Regions from separate parts of the Danio rerio genome. Here regions 1 and 2 are each linked to region 3. A link is a contact called in public Hi-C and HiCAR-type data. All regions are on one chromosome and are shown on one strand. The core of a region is the stretch at or near the end of the contact, and the rest is flanking DNA. Distances in the headings are between cores, read along the strand shown. Region 1 has its middle 44 kb from the start of faslg. Region 2 overlaps si:dkey-86e18.1. Region 3 has its middle 25 kb from the start of prdx6.

Region 1 (3,727 bases), core at 741-3,240, 430 kb after region 3:
GCTGTGAGCCTAAAGCGGCCCAGAGAAGATATGGCAAATGTGGCCTGGTTATCCTAACATATCTGGACCACATTGACCATAGTCACCATCATGGAGAAAAGTGTCTGCTTTAGTTGGGCTCATAACCCTGAATCTCTGAATCTTTTGGGCTGCTGTAAATTTTAAGAACTTTGCTTAAAAAGTTCATTGATTACAGCAAACAAGCTAAGCAAAAAAGCAACATTGATAAAAAGAAGTGCATAAGACACAATCTGTGATGAAATAATTTAATTCACTGATGTTAACCCATATTTAATCCATTATTAGAAGTAATGTAATAATATGCTTGTACATGCCACAAAATTATGAAGGTTCTGTGGTTCAACTTCTGCTCACAGAGACATCAATAATCAGTTTATGAACCTCATCAACGGTGACAATTAACAAAATGAACAAAACTCACAAACATCACAAACAGAAAACCTTAAGTGACAAAATCAACAACGTCAACATAAACAGCAGAATCAAAAGCAAATAATGAAAACTGGAGCATTAATAAGCTGTATAATGTATTCATACTGCATTGCATGCTGGGATTTTTGTACTTTGCCACACCAAGCAAGTGTAAGGTGTAGGCCAGATCTAAGCCCAGAATAGGGTCAGTTCTCATTCATTGGGTTAAATTCTGGCTAGCATGTGGTATTGCTTTGTCTTATTTGTGGCCCAGATCTGACAAACAGGAGCGAACAGCCCTAGAGCCATCATTCCATTCAGTATGTGGTCCAGATGTAAGTGTCTGGTGTGGACCGGCCGGATCTGAGCCAGAATAAAAGCAAACTGTGAACCAGAATAGGGTAAGTTCTGGTTCATTTGGTTGAATTCTGGCTGATGTGTGATATTGCTATGGCTTAATTGTAGCCCAGATCTGGCAAACAGGAGTGGACCTCCCAAGTGCCATCATTCCATGCAGTATATTGGCCGGATGTAAGTGTCTGGTGTGGGCCGGATTTGAGCCAAATGAATTTTGCTAGCTGGGTTGTTATAAAATCAGTAGAAGACATATTGGGTTAACCAATACATGTTTGAAGAAAATCTATCAAATCTGTTTATGGTTTAAATTCAACTGATTTCAGTAGCTATCACACATCTGTGCGAGCACAGAAAATGAAATACATCTGATCCTTTATTAATGTAGTCAGCTAATTAGTCACATGGGGTTAATGCTCAATATGTCAGGGTAATTCTTATACAAAAACGACTTTAATTCCTTCTCACCAGGCTGCTGCATCTTAACAATCTATTAATATAAATCAAGGGTACCATCTGCAAGTAGTGTGTGTTATTGTACCATCCATTTGTCGAGTAAGTTATGTGGTCTAAAATAAATAATTTTATTATTAAGCTCTTTATTTTATTGAACTCTTAGCAAGATTTTAATGTTTGATAGTAAAAATATACTGTGTACTTTTAAAGTATCAAAATGTTAACATCTCAATTTTTTATGTTAGTGTGTCAGATTATTTATTATATAAGGGTGTTGCACACTGATATGTGAATCATTGCCTAGGGATGCAAGAAACTTTAGAGTCGTCTCTGAGAGATATGGCTGTGGAACATGGATTTGGACTATGTTAACTGTTTGTAAGCTATTGTGACAAACAGAAAAAAATTCCAGTCATTTCTTTTGTGTTTTGCTTATTAAACACTAGTCTCATTATAGCACTCATTTAAACCATTGTGTTTTCTAAAAAGATACGTTCTGTGTATGGACCTACAATCCAGATAAATACTTTAAAAATAAAGTATTGATACTCTTTAGTGATTATAAAACTCACCTCTGCTTCCACATGGTGAGTTTTACTATCTTCGCATCAGCTTAGTGTTTATAATTCTTTCCTTGCACCAAATGTATAAAGATGGCCACCTGGTGGTAGTTATGGGACTAGACATGTTTTAAAGTGTATTTAAGCATCCCTAGTCTTTTAATTTGTCTCCCTCTGTCGAGGGTTTGGAGCAATAGCATAGGCGTATGCATGAACGTTACATAAATAGTCATTGAAAGTTTAAATATGTCATATTAAGTATTGTTTAAGCCCCCCAATTTAAGTCACCACAACATTTTAATCATCAAGCTAATCCACATTACAGAACCTTTTGTGAAATGGAAAATACCCATGCATGTTAAAGGTTCTTCGTGGAACCTTTGATGACAATGAAGAATCTTTATTTAGCACCATTACACTTATGGTTGATATTTCCAAAAATATTTCCAGAATTAAAATGGATTTTGAATCCCGATTCTAAATGATATTAAGACTTTTGTATCTCAAATGTACATAGCCTACTGTCTACTAATACACAGCCTATTCAACATATTCATATCATGTTAGCTGCATGGTTTCCTGCAATCTAACACAGTGAGGCCAGTGAAAACAGGATACAAAGGATGACAAGAAACATTTAAAGTGCAAAGATAATAACCACGTGTTGCATTTGTGATGATCTGGCCCGTTGGTCCCCATGTCTCACCCTCCCATTGTTCCAGCACATACAGCTTTGGCCACTTCTGTGCACTAAATGCCAGCAGTTTTTATTGTGTACTATAGGCTATATCCACTAAACAACTTGGGCAATGTACTCACCTAAATGTGTCTTTGATCTGTGTGTACTGAACCATACTTCTTAAACTATCTGGTTAAGAGTGTGACCCCAATGTAAAGCCAACCACAAAGCCCTTAATTGCCCTACACTAAAATATTGATATCCACTAAGTTAATAAATATTTGGTTTTATGTTGTCAAAACCCATACTTTTTCCCCAGATTATACAACACCAGGGTTGAATTATCCAATGGGCATTATAGAGGCACAGAGGGTCATGTGTACTTATAGCCCAATCATAAGACAGCATTGGTTTTATATTTTTATTTACATTTTAGATAATGATGTATGTATATATTCTTTAAAAGAATGATCTTATTTTAGAATCTAAAAATAATTATACAATTGGTCTACGACAATTAACTTGTTCACTAGTGGATTTTTCCAAACAGGTTTTAGTTTGCTCGTTTGGGATGCTTTGCAAATCTTGTTTATTATCTTTTCAGTCAGATATAGCTCAATGTAGAATTGCAAATCATTGTACTGTATTCCATTTTTTGTTTGCTTGTTTATTTTAAACAATGTTTCATCTTTGTTGGAATTGTTTGTAAAAATACAACTGACATCCTATGTAAAGGGTTCAATCCATTGAAAAGTATCTCCTCTGCATTGCAAATATTGTGATGGCAGTTTATAATTGTAAAATGGAGAAATCACTGAGACATTTTGAGCAGTAGATGGATTGTCCTGCCAGATGTGGAAAATATTTGGATCTATGTTTTAAGTCTAGTAAAAAGACATAATAATCGTATTTGAGAGCCCCTTTGGCCCTTTGGGATGATCATGCTGTTTATGAAAAAATGGAAAAAAATGGCATGTTCCGATTTAAATAATCTCACAGAGTCTTATTATATTGTATTTGGTATTTTATTAAGAACTAATACAAAATATTTCATTCATTTTTTTTATTTTCGTCTTAGTCCTACAGCGCAACGAACCGCTAACTTATCCAGCATATGTTTTAAGCAGCATATGCCCTTCCAGCTGCTACCCAATACCCATACACTCTTACATTCACACAATTCACCTGTACAGCATGTCTTTGGACTGTGTGGGGAACCGGAGCACCCGGAGGAAACCCATGCAAA
Region 2 (3,663 bases), core at 1,138-3,637, 360 kb after region 3:
GTGAATTTAAAGATAAAATTCAGCTTCCTTAAATCATTTATTCTAGTGAATTTAAAGGTAAGTTTTGAGCTTCCTTACTCCAGTCTTCAGAGTCAAATGATCCTTCAGAAATCACTCTAATATTAATTATTACTAATATTACTATTACTTTTATTATTATTATTATTATTATTATTATTATTATTATTATTATTATCATCGTTATTAATAATATTATTAATGGTAATAGTAATAAAAGCAATAATGACTGGAGTAATAATTTCATTTGAAACTGCATACATAAAAAAACAATTATTTAAAATTTCAATAAATATTTAACTTTTTTTTTACATTTAATAAATGTCGCTCAGATTAACAGAATGAACATGAAAAAAAACTGACCTCGACTTTCAAAAATATTTTCTTAACAAATCTATTTTATTATACATAATTTTTTTTTATTAATCCTATAAATGTTTATATACATTTAAAAATAAAAAAGCATTTAAAATATTAGCTCAATTATTCAAATAAAATTCATTAACTTGTAACAAAATCATTAAAAGCAAGGAACACACTTTTTAGAATACAATTATTTGCTTACCCTACATTTTACCATTTTTAATTAAATGTGGCAATATTATTATAATAATTTTTGAAACCTTTATATGAAAGTGGCAAAATAATATGGCACTATACAGAGTTTCCATTTCTTAAAGCGATGAGATCAACCCCACTGATTTCTTTGGTTCCTTAGTAAAGTATGTCTCAGCAGTGATAAAACTCTTAGATAAGGGGTGACACGATGGGCTTGATGTGCTATTTACGATATTTTTTTGTGAAGTAAGGGATTTTCATTCAAAACTTGCCATTTCCATAATTAATTTTGCATGCGATTGCTCAAAATGCACTTTAATGCTAAGTGATGGAAACATGGCTGTTGCTAAAAAAACATATTAATAACTGAATAAAAGGCTAATTGCAGCATTCCTAAAGATAAAGATAAAATAAAGCATCTAATCACTTACCGGGTCCGTGAGGTCATCGACTTTCGCTTTCAGATTTAAAGGGCTAGCATTGCACCAGACCCCCGTAAGTGGTGTCGTTTGAAAGTGTAGAATCTATATTTTATGCACATATCCATCACTTTGGTTTTTACTGTACTGTAAAAAAGTTATTTACACTTAAATACACAGTATTGTGGATACCCGAGCTAGGTATTTTACATTGGTCCATTTTCATATTTTTTATATGACACATGTACAAGTTATAGCTCAAATGAAAGCTCTTGCCGGTGCTCATACAGTTCTAGCATTCTTTTTACTGAATTATATTCATATGCCAAACAGTTGTTGAATGAATTGTGGTGTTTCCATGGCACAATATGTAAACAATACATTCATGATCAATAAGCAGCCCCAGATAGCACAGACAGCTGTCATCTCTTACCTTATGCTGTGCACTTCAGGGCCATTCTCCTCTGTTTTTGAGGTGATGTGCATAAGTAATCCTTTTATATGTCTGATGTGGTCCAAACACAGTGAATTATGTTTGATCAAACAAAAGAATAGTGAAATATGTAAACAAGGATCGGTCTCTGTGGCTTGTACAGCACCTTTCATCAGTTGGAATGCAATAGATTATGGTAGAGACCTTTTTCTTTTTTCCTATGATTACAGACATGTGCAGGAACCAGCAAAATTAATTACAGCACGCTAGACCACACAGAACCTAAAAGTTACACTTTCAAATTTGAGTTTATAAAAAAAAAATACAAAAAGCGCCTGTTTTTGTAGGTGTTTATAATAACATAGACGACATATACAGTTATTTTAAACACTTTCAATAGTGTTTTATGAAAATTCAAAGGGTTTTCTTTAAAATGATACCAAATTTTTGCATTTACACCTCTGCATGTGGGTTTGGGAAGCTTTTAAATTTGGGTAGGCAAAATCCAGGCGGAAATCCCCAAATAGCAGCAGAGTTTAAGTGGTTAAACTATGTTGACTTCAATAATACTGTCAGTGAGATCCTGATTAGTGTCCTTAATACAAGTTTATAATAATAATTTCTAAAACTTTAAAAGAAATGTGTCACAGAGTCTTACTACTAACTGCAAATGCATCATAATAAAGCTGAATTTCTAGTATTTCCACAAGACAGCAGAAAAGCAACAACATGTGTATGAGTAACATGCTGAATATGCATGCAGGAATATTCCAGTAGCTGAGGATCATGTGAATCATGACAGCTTCATACATGGAAAGTGATGCTCATAATAATGTAGTCATCATTATTTCTTCCTAGCTAAGAAAACATGCCTTGACACGCTTGTCAGAGAGGAGGAAGTTAATGAGGACACGAACTCAGAAGAAAACCACACACTTCTGACTAACGTCCAACAGCTTTGCACACCGTCAGCCTCTGAACCACCAGACCAGGATGCCCCGTTGTGTTTTGATCAGTCCCGGCTGGCTGTGGCGGTGGCCAGTTCACGTGTGGCTTTGGCAGGGCAGCAACAGGACACAGGTACGCTGACTCGAGTGCTGTTCTGTGGCCTGCCAAACCTCCACAGCCTCCCGCTCGCACAGACTGCAGCACAGGAGAGAACACAGAAGCTTTCAGATGCTGAAACACAACAGAGAAAAACAAGACATTTACTGGGACTCGACTGCTACTCGTCATCCTCAGAGGAGGAGATTTAGCAGGCTCAAATGCATTTTTGTTTTTGTTATGTTTTACTGATGCAGAAACACTTTAAAGGATAGTTCAACCAAAAATAAACACTTTTTTCATAATTTATTCTTATTTCATTTGTAAGGGAATTGACAGTTAAGGCTGATTTATACTTTTGCCTGGCATCGCGTCGTTATACTTGACGTGTTTGCCATTTTGATATTCTTTAAAACAACGGGGGTGTGGGAGGGTGGTGGTCATCAAAAAACCACCGTAAAATCAGTCGGTTAAACAGAGAAGTAAAACGTTTCCGAAACTACATCATATCATTAATATTATTGAATATTTTTAAACGAATTATTTTTATTATTTTTCTAAATTATTTTAATTATTCTAAAGATTTTATAACCATTCTAGATTTTTTTATAATCAAACTTTGATGCATCACTTGCTTTTGTTCACATCTCGGACAGTTTTACCTATTAAACTTTTATTATATTATGAACGACAACAGAACATGAGTTGCTCTAATAGTATATTTTATTATGGGAAGAATAAAAGTAAAAACATACACTTGCTAAAAAAATACAGATGTTTTTTTTTTTTAGATTTAGCTAGCTCCACAATTCATACATTACTGTCTGGCTAGTTTGTCCAAGGTGTCCACGAGGTCTTAAAAAGTATTAAAAGTTAATAAATCAATTATGAAAAAAAATAAGGCCCTTAAAAGGTATTAAAAAGTCTCAATTCTGTTTTTACGAGGTCTTAAGCTTCTCTGGCCAAGCTTCTCTGTCCGGGTGATGTCACGTAATTTGCGTCAAACGCTGGAGGGTGATGTGACATTCTCCACACGTTGTAAAACCATAAAGCAGGGCTATTCAACTGGCGGCCCACGGGCCGAAATTGCACTGTTTCCAAGCAGCCGAAACATTTAGATACTTAAGCTTAAAGGCTTCTCAATGCACATTTCTGGAACAAAACTGCTGCAACTAAACAAAGTTTTGCCAC
Region 3 (3,467 bases), core at 459-2,958:
CTCTTATTTCTCTCATGCATTTGTTATATATTTTATTCATAATTCTCTCTTATTGTTTAAAAAGGAACTACAGTTTGAAGAGCCTGTATTCTGTTTTATTTGTAAATGTTTTGTTGTTATAAATAAAAATAACAAAAAAAATATGATGACGCCATGTGATCGGTCATCATGACTGCAGCAACTTTGAGTCCCGAAGTGTCCAGCTGTCCGTCTTGACGGCTCCGTTTTCAACTCCGCCCCGCCTGCGCTCGGCTAATCTCGTTGATCACCGGCTGCAGCTGAGCTTCATGTCGAACGCACCTATTTATTTGTCAAGTATGGCAACCAAAATTCAATGTTTGATAGACGTCATAGTGGTAACATCCACATAATGTCAAGCTGTAATAATTAGATGTTGATATTTGGTTAATGTGGAATCTCTAAAAGCTAATAAATTTAACCTATTTTTAGAATCATGTGCAGGCTTTAGTGTTTAAGTAAAAAAGTAAACATTTATTATGTTCTCTACCATGTCTGAATAATCTATATTTTTAGATTGGGTAATTTAATATTATTTAAAATTAGCGGTTGTAGTATCCTGAAATGACCCCGAAAATAGTTGCCTATTGTTAAAAGTACTCGGACAATTCCCTGCACCACACCTAATAGCCAATAGATGGTGGTATAAGACCTCAGATTGTATCTCAAATATCTTATTTTACAGGTTTACTAAACCAAGGAGAAACCCGTTAACAATTGAGATCTCATTGATAGGCTTTGATTTCCTTAATGTGGATGATGGGATGTGGATTCCTTAATGTGGATGATGTTAATGGTCCAACCTTCTTCAAAATATCTTCTTTTGTGTCAAAAAAGGTCTATTGTTTATTTTATTATTTATAATTATTTAACATTTATTTTATCTAAGTTAGATGATAATTTCAACTTTACCTTTTTATTTTAATAACCATAATTATATTATGTTTTATATTTACTTATTTTGTTTAGGTTTATATACTACTTGTTTTATATTTTAAATTAGATGATTATTTTCCGTTTTTTAAACTTTAGATTTAATATTTATTTTCTTAAACATTAGATGATTATTTTATCTTATTATTCATAAAGTACTTTATTTAATTTTTCACTTATTTATTATTTTATTTAATTCAATTTTATTTTACTCACCATGAAAATGCTTTCCTCGGGTTTTGTGGCTGCCTCAAGATAACAAAGATGATTGTTATTGTGTTATTATAAAATAAACAGAAGGAGCTATTCCTTTAAGAGCTTCTCTGATGTGTTGTTGGACTTCCAACCTTGTTGATCGACCTACAAAAATGTGATGGAATTTAGAAACTGTGACTCCAAACACAGCAGCGCCAGGTGTCAATGAGGCATGAAAGGAAGCCTTGTTATCACAAGCATTCCATTTGTCCATTAAAAACTAAAAAATGTTCCCACACGGGCACTTATGGGAGTAAATGATTGACCCAGAGCAGAGGCCTGACTCCCGGGTGTCCGGCATGAGTGCACTGTTCCTCGGCTCTGGAGCAGGTGGAGCGCGCGGGCTTTGGGTTTCCACAACTATTCAGCCGCGATACTGCAGCAGCTCGAATAACAGGGTGAAGGTCAGGGAAAAGTTATGCGGTTCGACGGAGAGCACCAGATGCTCTTGTGCGTCACAGAAGAGGACAGATTTCCTCTGGCTCTCTCCCTCCCTCCAGAAGAATCCCGTAAACAGACAGGGATTCCCCTCACTGCCCGGTAAACGCAGACGGCGTGTGTTTGAAGGGATGGGGGAGCGGACGAGCCGATGGCATTACTTACATCTGCATCAACTGTCCTGATAATCAAAGAAGAGACTTTTAAAAAAGTGTATATATTTAGAAAATATATATTTACATGTGTGAAACTTTACGTTTTGCAGAGGACAAGTACCACTAGATGGCAGTAGCAGATCACTGGTGAAAATGTACAATATTAGGGACCCTCAACTGACAGATTCTCAGGAGACAAAAGATACTGTAGGTGACTGATAGACAGACAGACAGACAGACAGACAGATAGATAGATAGATAGATAGATAGATAGATAGATAGATAGATAGATAGATAGATATATATATAGATAGATAGATAGATAGATAGATAGATAGATAGATAGATAGATAGATAGATAGATAGATAGATAGTCTGGTTAATGATTGACAGATACAATTTATTCAAACACAATAATACCATAACCATATGACCATATATAAAACCTTTCTTTATACAACAATGGTGTTTAGGACACCTGTAAGCACAAACATTTTAAAAATGGATACAGTGTATACATTTGGAAAAAGTCTCATAAGTCTATAGTCACACTCAAGCACTTGGCTATCACATTAAAGATGAAATTAACCAAATATTAGCCTGTAGTTAACCAAAATTACTTGTATATATAGAATTAGACCTGTAAATTACAGAAAAAAGTACTGCCAGCTACTTTAATTTTTTTTTACCACAACATCGACCAACCAGACAATATCCAGTTTAAAACTTTTAAAAATGTCAATAAAACTTAAATTAAGCATAAATAAACACTCCTGAATTACAATTTTAAAAGAACTTGATTAAAACCTCACTCAATCATTACCATGCTTCATTTAACTAGTTGATCTTTATGGATAATAAGCCAGGAAAATGTTTTATGCAAGTTTTAGTCGAGTAATTAAGCCGTGGTTGCACTAGTCATTACGCTTCATTTACTTCCATTCATACGCAGGTAAACATGGGAGACCAGAAACACTCATGCGAAGAAGTTTTCTGTTCATGACCGTTAAACTCTGACCTGCGAATTTGCATAAGATATAGACATTTGACCAATCAGGCATTTAAAGGTTACAGACTGACCTTTAGGCTGAATCAGTTCACCCATTTAAAAAAATGTGATTTGCAAGTAATATTGAATGCTTGAAGAAGTCTTGTGTAAGTAATAATGTTGAAGATTATATATCCATACACACAACATGAATGGTGTGGTTCATTAGAGCGTGTGTTAGGAAAATATAAGCTTTGCTAATTATATTGTTCATTTTGAAAATATCTGTCAATGTGGCAAGGTGCAATACAAGTTACCAAGCATGAGCCAAGCAACTTTTATAATTCATGATCAAAAACGTATTAATGTCATTATGAGGCAGAACGTAATTTTTTTTTTACCCCTACCTCAATCTAAATCCAACTCATGGTAATGTAAAATATTATTTGTTGCACACTGTCACTAAAATTGGGGCGGCGTGGTGGCACCACGGGTAGTGCGTTCGCCTCACATCAAGAAGATCGCTGGTTTAAGCCTCGGCTGGGTCAGTTGGCATTTCTGTGTGGAGTTATACCTGTGTTCATATGGGTTTCCTCCAGGTGCTCCGGTTTCCCCCAAAAGTCCAAATACATGTGGTACAGGTGAATTAAGTAAGCTAAAAATTGTCCGTAGAGTATGTG

The links. A called contact is a pair of places that touch in the nucleus more often than the background predicts. HiCAR-type assays count read pairs that join an accessible place to other places.
Region 1: a contact with region 3 is called in a Hi-C map of skeletal muscle, with 4 times the contacts expected there. The contact joins two enhancer-like sites. A contact is called at or near these places in 6 of 18 Hi-C or Micro-C datasets (caudal fin, embryo, fibroblasts and 3 more) and 1 of 4 datasets of contacts at active chromatin or transcription factors (caudal fin).
Region 2: a HiCAR-type map of caudal fin shows a contact between it and region 3, with 7 times the contacts expected there. The contact joins two enhancer-like sites. A contact is called at or near these places in 1 of 18 Hi-C or Micro-C datasets (caudal fin) and 1 of 4 datasets of contacts at active chromatin or transcription factors (caudal fin).

What each region holds. Positions count from the first base shown.
Region 1 is chr20:16,872,046-16,875,772 of GRCz12tu, forward strand. No RefSeq gene overlaps it. Among named protein-coding and RNA genes, the nearest start is that of faslg, 44 kb to the left of the region's middle. Within about 2 kb of position 1,991, at least 10 of the 62 cell types and tissues checked have an H3K27ac peak or open chromatin away from gene starts, as enhancers often do. A contact at or near this core is called in skeletal muscle, where this site is marked.
Region 2 is chr20:16,802,949-16,806,611 of GRCz12tu, forward strand. si:dkey-86e18.1 reads left to right here. Exons shown (of 5, transcript NM_001025491.1): 5 at 2,287-2,718. The coding sequence ends at 2,684. Among named protein-coding and RNA genes, the nearest start is that of si:dkey-86e18.1, 12 kb to the left of the region's middle. Within about 2 kb of position 2,388, at least 4 of the 62 cell types and tissues checked have an H3K27ac peak or open chromatin away from gene starts, as enhancers often do. A contact at or near this core is called in caudal fin, where this site is marked.
Region 3 is chr20:16,443,068-16,446,534 of GRCz12tu, forward strand. No RefSeq gene overlaps it. Among named protein-coding and RNA genes, the nearest start is that of prdx6, 25 kb to the left of the region's middle. Within about 2 kb of position 1,709, at least 46 of the 62 cell types and tissues checked have an H3K27ac peak or open chromatin away from gene starts, as enhancers often do. A contact at or near this core is called in caudal fin and skeletal muscle, where this site is marked.